Regions from separate parts of the Sus scrofa genome. Here region 1 is linked to region 2. A link is a contact called in public HiChIP or PLAC-seq data. All regions are on one chromosome and are shown on one strand. The core of a region is the stretch at or near the end of the contact, and the rest is flanking DNA. Distances in the headings are between cores, read along the strand shown. Region 1 holds the start of MIP (lens fiber major intrinsic protein). Region 2 holds the start of CNPY2 (canopy FGF signaling regulator 2).

Region 1 (5,020 bases), core at 190-2,689, 94 kb after region 2:
TAGGCCCGCCATAATCACCCATCTCCTAAGTTCCATTCTGAACCAAAATAGTGATATTTCTCTGTTGTTAAACCTTCCATTGCCAGCGCTGAAAACACAAAACCAACATTTATAGTACTCAGTATTTATTAGTACAACCACTTACCCAGTGGTTGCTATTTGTCAAGATGTATCCTAGATTGTTCTCTGGTTTAATTTTTACTAGGGCCTGACGGCTAGACATTTTTCTGTTCTACAAGTGAAACCATTAAGGCTTAGAGAAGTTAACTGATTTGCCCAAAGCCAAACAGAGGAGCCGGGTTCGAATCCAATTATTGCTTAATTCTTTTTTGTTGTTGTTGTTGTCTTTTTGCCATTTCTTGGGCCGCTCCCCGCGGCATATGGAGGTTCCCAGGCTAGGGGTCGAATCGGAGCTGTAGCTGCCAGCCTACGCCAGAGCCACAGCAACGCGGGATCCGAGCCGCGTCTGCGACCTACACCACAGCTCACGGCAACGCTGGATCGTCGACCCACTGAGCAAGGGCAGGGACCGAACCCTCAACTGAATGGTTCCTAGTCGGATTCGTTAACCACTGAGCCACGACGGGAACTCCTAATTACTGTTTAATTCTAAGATCTGTACGTCTAGCCATTTTGCTACATCCTTTTTCTAAAGATCCTATTTAGTTAAAACGTGAGCAGCTTTCCTCTCTGCAGAAAAACTTTATAAATTGGACCAAGCACGGGTGAAACCAAACAGAACTCACTAAAATGGCGGCTCCCTGCCAGGCGCTGGCTCCCCTACGTCATCACACCGCGCGACGCCCCTTGCGCGCAACGTGTGATGGGAACCCGCGGGAGGAAAGCAGGGTCTCAGATGGGGGGCGTGTCCTCTTCATCCGGAGCGCAAGATGGCGCTGCCCTTTGCACGTCCACTGTGCCTGTGCCGCTGGGGAGCCAAAAGGTTAGGGATTGCTGCCGCGGAAACCCGCAGAGGTAGGATTACCCCCTTTTATTCTCTTTCACTTCCAAGGTAGTTTCGGTCTGTTATTCTTAGAGCCTGCTCAGAGAAACAACTCCAGTCCCTTCGATTCGTTTCCCCTCCCCCATCTGCGTTGGTCTTGAGATTCCAAACTTGGGACCTTCTCTGGTTTCCTTAAATTCTAGGGCTTTCCCAGTCCAAGCTTTTCGGCTTCTTGGGCTATCCATACTAAAGTGCCCCCACTGTCGTTCTCGCTTGAAATTCTGATTCACGTTTCCTGGTAATCTCATGACTGTCTGCTTCAGATCAGAATATGTGTATGTCGCTAGCTCTAGAGTTCTAGCTCACCTCATTATCCCGTTTCTCTTCTCTGCCCGGCAGGCGTCAGTTTCAAACTGGAAGAAAAGACAGCCCACAGCAGCTTGGCCCTCTTCAAAAGTGACACAGGTGTCAAATATGGCATGGTGGGATTGGAGCCCACAAAATTGGCCCTGAATGTGGAGCGCTTCCGGGAGTGGGCAGTGGTGTTGGCAGACACAGCGATCACCAGTGGCAGACACTACTGGGAGGTGACAGTGAAGCGCTCACAGCAATTCCGGATAGGAGTGGCAGATGTGGACATGTCCCGGGATAGCTGCATCGGTGTTGACGACCGTTCCTGGGTGTTCACCTATGCCCAGCGCAAGTGGCACACCATGTTGGCCAACGAGAAGGCCCCTATTGAGGGCATTGGGCAGCCAGAGAAGGTGGGGCTGCTGCTGGAGTATGAGGCCCAGAAGCTGAGCCTGGTGGATGTGAACCGGGTTGCTGTGGTCCATACACTACAGACAGATTTCCGGGGTCCAGTGGTGCCTGCCTTTGCCCTTTGGGATGGAGAACTGCTGACTCACTCAGGGCTTGAGGTACCAGAAGGCCTCTAATATGTCCATCACTGAAGTCCCTAATCATGCTCTTGGCCAGCCTCCTGCTCAAAAAGTGTCCGAAACCTTTTAATTGTGGCCCAAGCAAGTACCAGCTCCCACCTGTCACTAGTTCAGTGACAGGTCCTCTGTGCAATATCTCAGTCGTCTTTGTTTCCCGTCCTGTGAAAGGTAGGCATACAGCCAGCCACCCTCTCCCCTCCCCCAAACTACTGCCAATTTCCTAGGCTACCATGAATGTACTTTCTCAGACTGTATTCAGTCCTGGAGTCTTACCTTTCAGCTTTGTTAGAATTTATTCATCACTGTGCTACCTCTTCCTCCCTTTGCCCACACATAACTTGTTTTGGGGGCTCTACGGAATCTCTCCAGAGTAAATCCTTTCTACCTCTGGCTGAAGGAGTGGTGCAGTCAATGACTTGGCCCTTTCTGTACAGTACACAGAGTCTGGGCTCTGGCTCCCTCAGAAAGTGCTTTACAGACTGTGTCAGAATGTTAACAGCCTTCCTTTCTATATCTCAATGTTACAGACTCTCAGCCCCACACAGCTGTAGCTCTTCTCACCCCGAGTCCATCTGCCTTAATTTGTAAACCTCTAACGCCTGGTCAGTCTTGTAGTCATTGGGCCAGTTAAAATCATGACTGGGGGGAAGAGACACTTGGGGGATGCTGAGGGGATTAGTGCTAGAAACTTTATTCTTGAGAAGTTCTGTCTTCATTTCTGCTATAGTTGTAACTTCCAGAGGGAGGAGGGAGGCCTGAGGTCTTGCACAGTCCATTTTGGGGCCTGCCCAGACCCAAGCATTTACTTGGCAGCAGAATACACTTAACCTAAAGCAGTATTTGGGATTGAGGAAAACTTTGTGGGGTGAGTATGTATGTAAAATATGTATTGTTGGGCTTTTTCTGACCCTGTGGTTCCATCTTATTCTACCTTTATGATGGTGATGCAGCTGGATGCCCCTAGGAGAGAAAGAGAAGGACTGGGTCTAGCAAAAATGATTTGTGTAATTAAAGTTTATTTGAGCACAAAATACTTTCTCTGTCTATAAAATTGCTCTTAGTGGTAGCAGCAGCATTTCCTAGCTAAGGAGGGCACATCTCTCCAGACTACTAAAGCCTGCCCCTCTCCCTCCCTCCCTCCCTCTTCTGTCTCTCAGAGGAGGGGACCTGGGTAAAGACCTGGAATGATTCAGAGTGGGCTAAGCTATTGGCTTGTCCCTTGAAGAAGCCCACAGTCTCCATGGATAATTCTACATCAGGTGTCCACAAAGGCACTTCTCTAAGCTCTGTCTGCCAAGGGAATGGGGTATTTTGACTCTCAGAAAGCACTGGCCTAAGTCTTGGTCCTCACTGAAGCAGCACAGCTCTCTGTAGCATTTGGTGGTTATGTGTTAAGTGTGTGGTCAGTTGGTGCTTGTTTTTGTGCAGGGACCATGCATGCCCCATGCTCACACCATGCTCTCCAAGTTCTCTTTGGACAAGGCCTCAGCTGCTGCTTCAGCCTGAGTCTCGGATGGGGTGTATGAGTCCTGGTAATCTTGTAGCAGTTTCACCACCTCCAGGTGGTTGAACTGCACAGCATCATCCATGGGAATGTTGCCCCACCTGAGAGGAGGAACGAAGAGTACGATCAGGCAAAGAAGACATCAGGAGTGCCTTGGTTATAGACATAACTGTTGTGGCTGGAGGCAGTGGTGGAGGAGCTGCTGCTCACCTCCCATCTCCTCTTTTAGCTTAATCCTACTCACCTGTCCTTGACAAATGGATTCACTTTGCAAGCTTCAATCAGGAATTTAACAACATCAGTGTGTCCTAGGAAAATGGGTAGAAGGAAAATGAGAGGGTATAGATCCTGACTCTTTTGGTGTTCCCGTTAGTACAGCTGGAGTCTGAACTAAGAGGGGAAGGGGAAATGCCTCATCCGATTTTTGCTTCCTGGGCCACCCAGTAACAGTCATCTGGCAAACTGATGGGCATCTGGACAAAACTGGTTGGTGCCTCTATAAACTTGGCACATACCATGGGGGATACTCGCTAGAAAGAAAGGTCTTAGGATCTGCTTCCCCTCTTATTTAACCTTCAGATACCTTCAGCTGCAGCAACATGCAGAGCTGTGCGGGAGTCATAGTCTTTCTGTTCCATGTCCATGGCTGACAAGGCAAACCTGAGGTGAGTGGAAAGTAGCTGGAGTTACCCAGTTTAGCCTAGAATCAGTGGTATCCTTTCTGAAGTGGGGTCAGTCTGAATGGGTTCCAGAAAAAGCCAAACAGAACTTATGCCAAGATCTGTAGACCTCATACTATCTGTGTTCTCTACCCAGGTGAGACTTACTCTTGCATCAGAGGGATGAGAGTGTGATGGTTCCAGAAACATCACTGCCTACCTGTAGTAGGGGCCCAGGACATGTCTGTTGATGTTGGTAACCCATTTGAGGCAGGGTACTTACCTACCACCTAGAACTCTCCTTTTAACACCCAGGGTATTCATAACAGTGACCACCATTAATTAAGTTCTTTGGAATTCCTGTCATGGCTGGAGTTTGTTGTGGCTCAGTGGAAACGAATCTGACTAGTATCCAGGAGGACACAGGTTTGATCCCCGGCCTTGCTCATTGAGTTGTGGTGTAGGTCACAGATGCTGTGTGGATCTGACAGGGCTGTGGCATAGTCTGGCAGCTGTAGCTCCGAGTCTCCCCCTAGCCTGGGAACCTCCATATGTCACAGGTGCGGCCTAAAAAGAAAAAAACAAAAACCCAAAGTTCTCATCATATGACAATCACTGTACTTTTTTTAAAAAAGAAAAAACCTGGAGTTCCCGTCGTGGCGCAGTGGTTAACGAATCCGACTAGGAACCATGAGGTTGAGGGTTCGGTCCCTGCCCTTGCTCAGTGGGTTAATGATCCGGCGTTGCCGTGAGCTGTGGTGTAGGTTGCAGACGCGGCTCGGATCCTGCGTTGCTGTGGCTGTGGTGTAGGCCAGTGGCTACAGCTCCGATTCGACCCCTAGCCTAGGAACCTCCACATGCCGCGGGAGCGGCCCAAAGAAATAGCAAAAAGACCAAAAAAAAAAAAAAAAAAAAAAAGAAAAAACCCTTTAAATGTAATCTCTGTCCATTCAGTCTGACTCTAAGACTTAAG
Region 2 (4,869 bases), core at 242-2,741:
TCCACCACTGACTGGCTGCCATCTGGATTGATTCGGAAAGAGCCCATCTGAATGGTCTTCTTGGGATCCACCTGAGCAATTTCCCACTCTAGTTCATCCACCAGAGCCCTGCAAGCTGGTGCAAGTGGAGGGAGAGGGGGAGAAAGGAATCAACCCAGGGATTTCCACTCATCCTTTTCTCGGGCCTTGGATTCCTTGCCCTCCCAAGGCTCTATCATCCCCACCTCCCTTCCTCCCATTTCTTCTTTTGTGCCTTTACCTCCACAGTGTAGATCTTGGCTCCTTCGAGCCCAGGCAGTTCCCAGCAGGGCCCCTAGAAGCAGGGCCAGCCAACCCCAGCCTTTCATCTTTAGCGCAATGGGGTTGCTCCACCTGGGTTTGGAATGGAATAAAGCATAGGTGTGAGGAGACAGCTCCATTTCTCCCCGTCCTCCGACCACCCCCCCCCCACCTCCCCTCCCAAGGCCTACAAAGGGCTCAGTGTGATCTGGCTCCACTTTCCAGGAAATGGCCCGGACACAAAGGAGCTCCTCTGTTCCGGCGTTCGAGCAACCGGAATCCCCGGGGGCGGTGGGTAAAGAGCGCAAACTCGGGACTTGGGGCTTAGCCCCAGACACTACGTGGGCAAGTGAGGCCTTAGATGTTGGTACTTAAGCTTCGGCTGCCTACGATTCATAGGGCTATGTGGATGACGGCTATGGGTCTGTGGCTGGCGATCAGGCAAGGACGACAAGCAGAGGAGCTGCTGGCAAGGAGTAGCTGATTCTGGCCAGGAGGTAGCGAGGTGGCTGGCTGGCAAGAAAAAGCATTCAATAACTAGGGCCTATTTGAAGCCAGCATCAAAGACTGCTGCATCCCACCTCCAGCCTATAGACTATTCCCTGTACGGACCAGCCCCCTTTCTAAAGACCCCGCCATTGCTTTCGCTCCAGTCCAACCCCGACCCTCACTGCCACTCGCGTCCGTCCCACCTCTGCTCCCAGGGCCGCCGCGGTGGCCCAGGCGCTGGAATACAGCCGGACTCTCACTTTTGCTCTCAAACCTAGCACCTGGCTGCGGGAGCGCGGGGCTGTCCAAGCTTCTCCAGAGCGCTCCTGCACTTTCTAGACACGGGGTGCCCCAGCGACTGCCTGAGCCAGCTTTTCCGACCCTAAGTGGACGCCTGCCTAATCAGGGCCCAGATGCGCTGCGGTAAGAATCCCACCCTAGAGACCGACCCCAAACCCGCCCCTCCAAACTCTCGCGCGAACAGGCAGCGTAGGAGCGGCTCTCAGGCAGCGAGGACCCCAGCGGATTGCAGGACCCAGACTTGCGTGGCGAGCAGTTCCACGTGACCACCAGGGGTCAGCCGAGGAATAGGAGTGGCTAGAAGCAAGGACAGAGCCCGACGTGGTGCACCGAGGCCCTCAGGCTCGCGCATGGCAGTCTAGATGGGTTCGAGCCTTCAAAAAGAAAGGTGCGCTGCTAGCTAGTAAGAAGCCCAGGTTTCAATGCCCGGGAAACTGCATCTCCCAGGAAGCACCGCGGCACCACACAGGCTCTTTGCTGGTAGCCAAAGATCAGATATCCTGGGACCTGTAGTTTGTAAGGTTCTCCAAATTCCCTTTCATACATTTAATAGGGAAATCATAATGCACCTCTTAAAAGAACCCAACCTTAGGGTGCTGGGCAGCCACAGCAAAGACCAAACACTGCCCATATAGACCTAATTATACTCCTCCAATATCCTTAATTTTTTCTAAGATTTTTTTTTTTTTTTTTTTTTTTTTTTTTGCTTTTAGGGCTGCATCTGTGGCATATGGAAGTTCCCAAGCTAGGGGTTGAACTGGAGCTTCAGCTGCTGGTTTACACCACAGCCATGGCAACTCAGAATTGGAACCACGTCTACAACCTACACCACAGCTCATGGCAACGCTGGATCCTTAACCCACTGAGCGAAACTAGGGATCAAACATGCATCCTCATGGATCCTAGTTGGGTTCGTTACCTCTGAGCCACAATGGGAACTCCCAATATTCTTAATTTTGGACTCTAGAGCTTTATCTTCACTTCTAGGTGGGAATTTGAAAGCCTTAGTTTTTTCTTTTTTCTTGTCTTTTTGCCATTTCTTGGGCCGCTCCTGCGGCATGTGGAGGTTCCCAGGCTAGGGGTCCAATCGGAGCTGTAGCTGCCAGCCTATGCCAGAGCCACAGCAACATGGGATCCGAGCCGCGTCTGCCACCTACACCACAGCTCATGGCAACGCCGGATCGTTAACCCACTGAGCAAGGGCAGGGATCGAACCCGCTACCTCATGGTTCCTAGTTGGATTTGTTAACCACTGCGCCACGACGGGAACTTCCAAGTTTTTTCTGATTGTAATAGAAAGCCAACACAAAGGAAGGGAGGACTGAAGTCAGAGTACCCCACACTCAGATGTTCCTAATGAAATAGATGACACCCAATATTTTTCGTTTTTATTTTATAAAACATGCAGTTTAAAACAAAATTTTAAAAAATAACAAGAAAACAAAACTTGGGATGGGAGAGTGGATGGAAGACAGATGCTTCTCAGCTGTCGGCAGAAGTGAAGCCAGCAGCCAAGCTTTGTCTAGGACCCAAAGGCCCTTTTGGCAATGGTGATGTTGGCAACACTAGTTTGCTGGGGCCACCAGACTAAATGCTGGCCCCTCCAGGCAACCCTGAAGCAGAGACCTGAGTTAGGTCTTGAGCTACTACTGTTGTATCCTATCATTGTCTGGGACTAGGAACTGAGAGTTTTGGTTCCAGGAGCTTCTTTGCCTAGGATATTTATTACCCATGTATTTATTAAGAATACTAATTACTTTTCATCTGGGTCAATCCTAGACTGTTGCTGGCCCACTATTTTGCAAAGGATGAAAAAGCAATCTGGCTCCTAGACCCTTTGCAACAATTCTCCTGCATTCCAGTTCTATTAATAATAGCACCATCTGTAGACCCTGAGCAGGTCCAATTCTGGAAGTAGGGTATAGCCAACTTGGGAAGCCATCTCCCAGTTCTGGGGCCACAGAACATTGAAGGGAGAGAGAACTGTTCACTGGGAAAGGGTGAGGTCAGAGCGCCAGCACTGAAGAGAAGACAGCTGCATCTGTCAGAAACAAAACCAAAAGCATTGACTCTTAAGGTACCTGGAAAAAAGCACCTGGGACACTTTTTTTTCTTTTCCTTTTAGGGCTGCATCCGAGGCATATGGAAGTTCCCAGGCTAGGGGTCAAACTGGAGCTGCAGCTGCTGGCCAACCCCACAGCAACAGCAATGTGGGGTCCAAGCCGCGTCTATGGCCTACACCACAGCTCATGGCAATGCTGGATCATTAACCCACTGAGTGAGGCCAGGGATTGAACCTGTGTCCTAGTGGATGCTAGTCAGATTGTTTCCACTGTGCCATGACAGGAACTCCCAATAGAGACTTTGAATCAACTGTTAAGTGCTTTACAGTACAAATATACGGTTGGGTGGTACTGTTGTTAACATCATCGTTTTAACTATGGTGGGTATCATCATCACATATGCAACCAAAATCCACCCAGTCAAGTTTCCCCTGTCCCATCCCAGGCCTTACTCTTGGGACTTGTCTGGCCCTCAGGCTCAGGCACCTTCCAGTCCATCTTTCGGCCTTTCTCATAAAGGCCCTTCAGCACTTTGTGGAAGGACTCAGGCTCAGTGCCATTTTTGCTTAGCTCCAGATATTTTCGGTAAAGCTGAAGGGCTGTGCGGGCATCCTCAATACTGTCATGGGTCTCCCCTTGAATCTTCAGATCTGGGAGAAGTAGAGGTGGAATAGTTTGGGACCTAGCAAAGGGAGGTTAAGAACATGTCTGCTCCTCTACTCACATCCCCAGCTCCCAGTAAACAACAAAAAAATCTGACTGCCCTTAAGGGGAAGAACCAAACACGATCCCTAGTGCACAGAAGAGATACTGAAACTAACTAAATCCATTAGTAACTCTTACCACTAACTTAGGGTCCTCCCTTCTCCCCTTGGCCTCTCACACATTTTCATGCTCTTGCTGAGCACTACAAGGCAGAGCAACTCACCTAGAAAGTACCAAGCAAGGAATCGCAGGGAAATCATTCGTTTTCGGGGCATGTGAAATAGATAAACAGTGTCAAGGACCTGGTCCTTGGGCACCTGCCAGGGATAAAAGAGTAGAAGACTGAAGGTAGGGGATCCATAATTTCCCATTTTCCAAAAGCATCAGGTATATGGGAGCCCCCACACAAAGAAGACTCTGAAAAGAGCCCTGCCCAAACCATGAGGTTGATGACACGGAAGTCCTTCTGCAGACCATGACCCACAAACTTGACGCCAATGTCTATGAGAAAACGAAGCTTTAAGTAAGTAGACTTTAGAGTTGTGAGGTGCTTAGAGGAAATCTTGGCATCCAGGTCTCCTGGCTTTATCCCCGAGTACTGAGTCAAGTAATCCACCACCTAAGGATGGAGAAAAGGTGAAAAGGTCCAGGAAGTGAGGTGCACAGATCCCCCCACGCTCTTCCCTGTGTTCTGCGTTGGCATAGGGTCTATCTCACTTGCATCTCCACATCCTAATACCTGCTCCTGGGTAGAGATGTAGTCATCAATGAAGGGGATACCCTCATTGGGCCCCTGGCCCCTAACACACGTAATCCTTGCTACTGACATCTGGCTTGGCTTGATGGTTGACTTGGTGCCATCGCTGCGCAGCTCCGCTTCCTCCTACACGAGAAGAGTTAATAAGGAAATCAGAGAAGTGCTTATGACTGCTAATCGCCCCAGAGTTCTAACACCCCACCCTTTTGGTCTTGGTTACCTCATTAAGGGTGACAAACTCAGCATCCAGGCCCACCAGGTCCCCAACCTGTGGCA

Evidence for each region. HiChIP or PLAC-seq counts read pairs in DNA pulled down with a chosen protein or histone mark.
Region 1: a contact with region 2 is called in an H3K27ac HiChIP or PLAC-seq map of alveolar macrophages. The contact joins the promoter of MIP here to the promoter of CNPY2 in region 2. A contact is called at or near these places in 3 of 5 promoter capture datasets (fetal liver, fetal skeletal muscle and liver), 8 of 47 Hi-C or Micro-C datasets (blood, fetal liver, liver and 4 more) and 2 of 2 datasets of contacts at active chromatin or transcription factors (alveolar macrophages and skeletal muscle).

What each region holds. Positions count from the first base shown.
Region 1 is chr5:21,803,525-21,808,544 of Sscrofa11.1, forward strand. MIP (lens fiber major intrinsic protein) reads right to left here and starts at 1,440. Exons shown (of 6, transcript XM_021092895.1): 1 at 1,310-1,440. It overlaps SPRYD4 (SPRY domain-containing protein 4), which reads left to right and starts at 821. Exons shown (of 4, transcript XR_002344303.1): 1 at 821-975; 2 at 1,343-2,052; 3 at 3,968-4,053. It overlaps GLS2 (glutaminase liver isoform, mitochondrial), which reads right to left. Exons shown (of 18, transcript XM_003481629.4): 16 at 3,972-4,048; 17 at 3,633-3,696; 18 at 2,881-3,489. The coding sequence ends at 3,333.
Region 2 is chr5:21,709,801-21,714,669 of Sscrofa11.1, forward strand. CNPY2 (canopy FGF signaling regulator 2) reads right to left here and starts at 1,492. Exons shown (of 6, transcript NM_001185068.1): 1 at 972-1,492; 2 at 260-372; 3 at 1-115. The coding sequence starts at 347. It overlaps PAN2 (PAB-dependent poly(A)-specific ribonuclease subunit PAN2), which reads right to left. Exons shown (of 20, transcript XR_002344302.1): 18 at 4,060-4,869; 19 at 3,584-3,781; 20 at 2,422-3,109.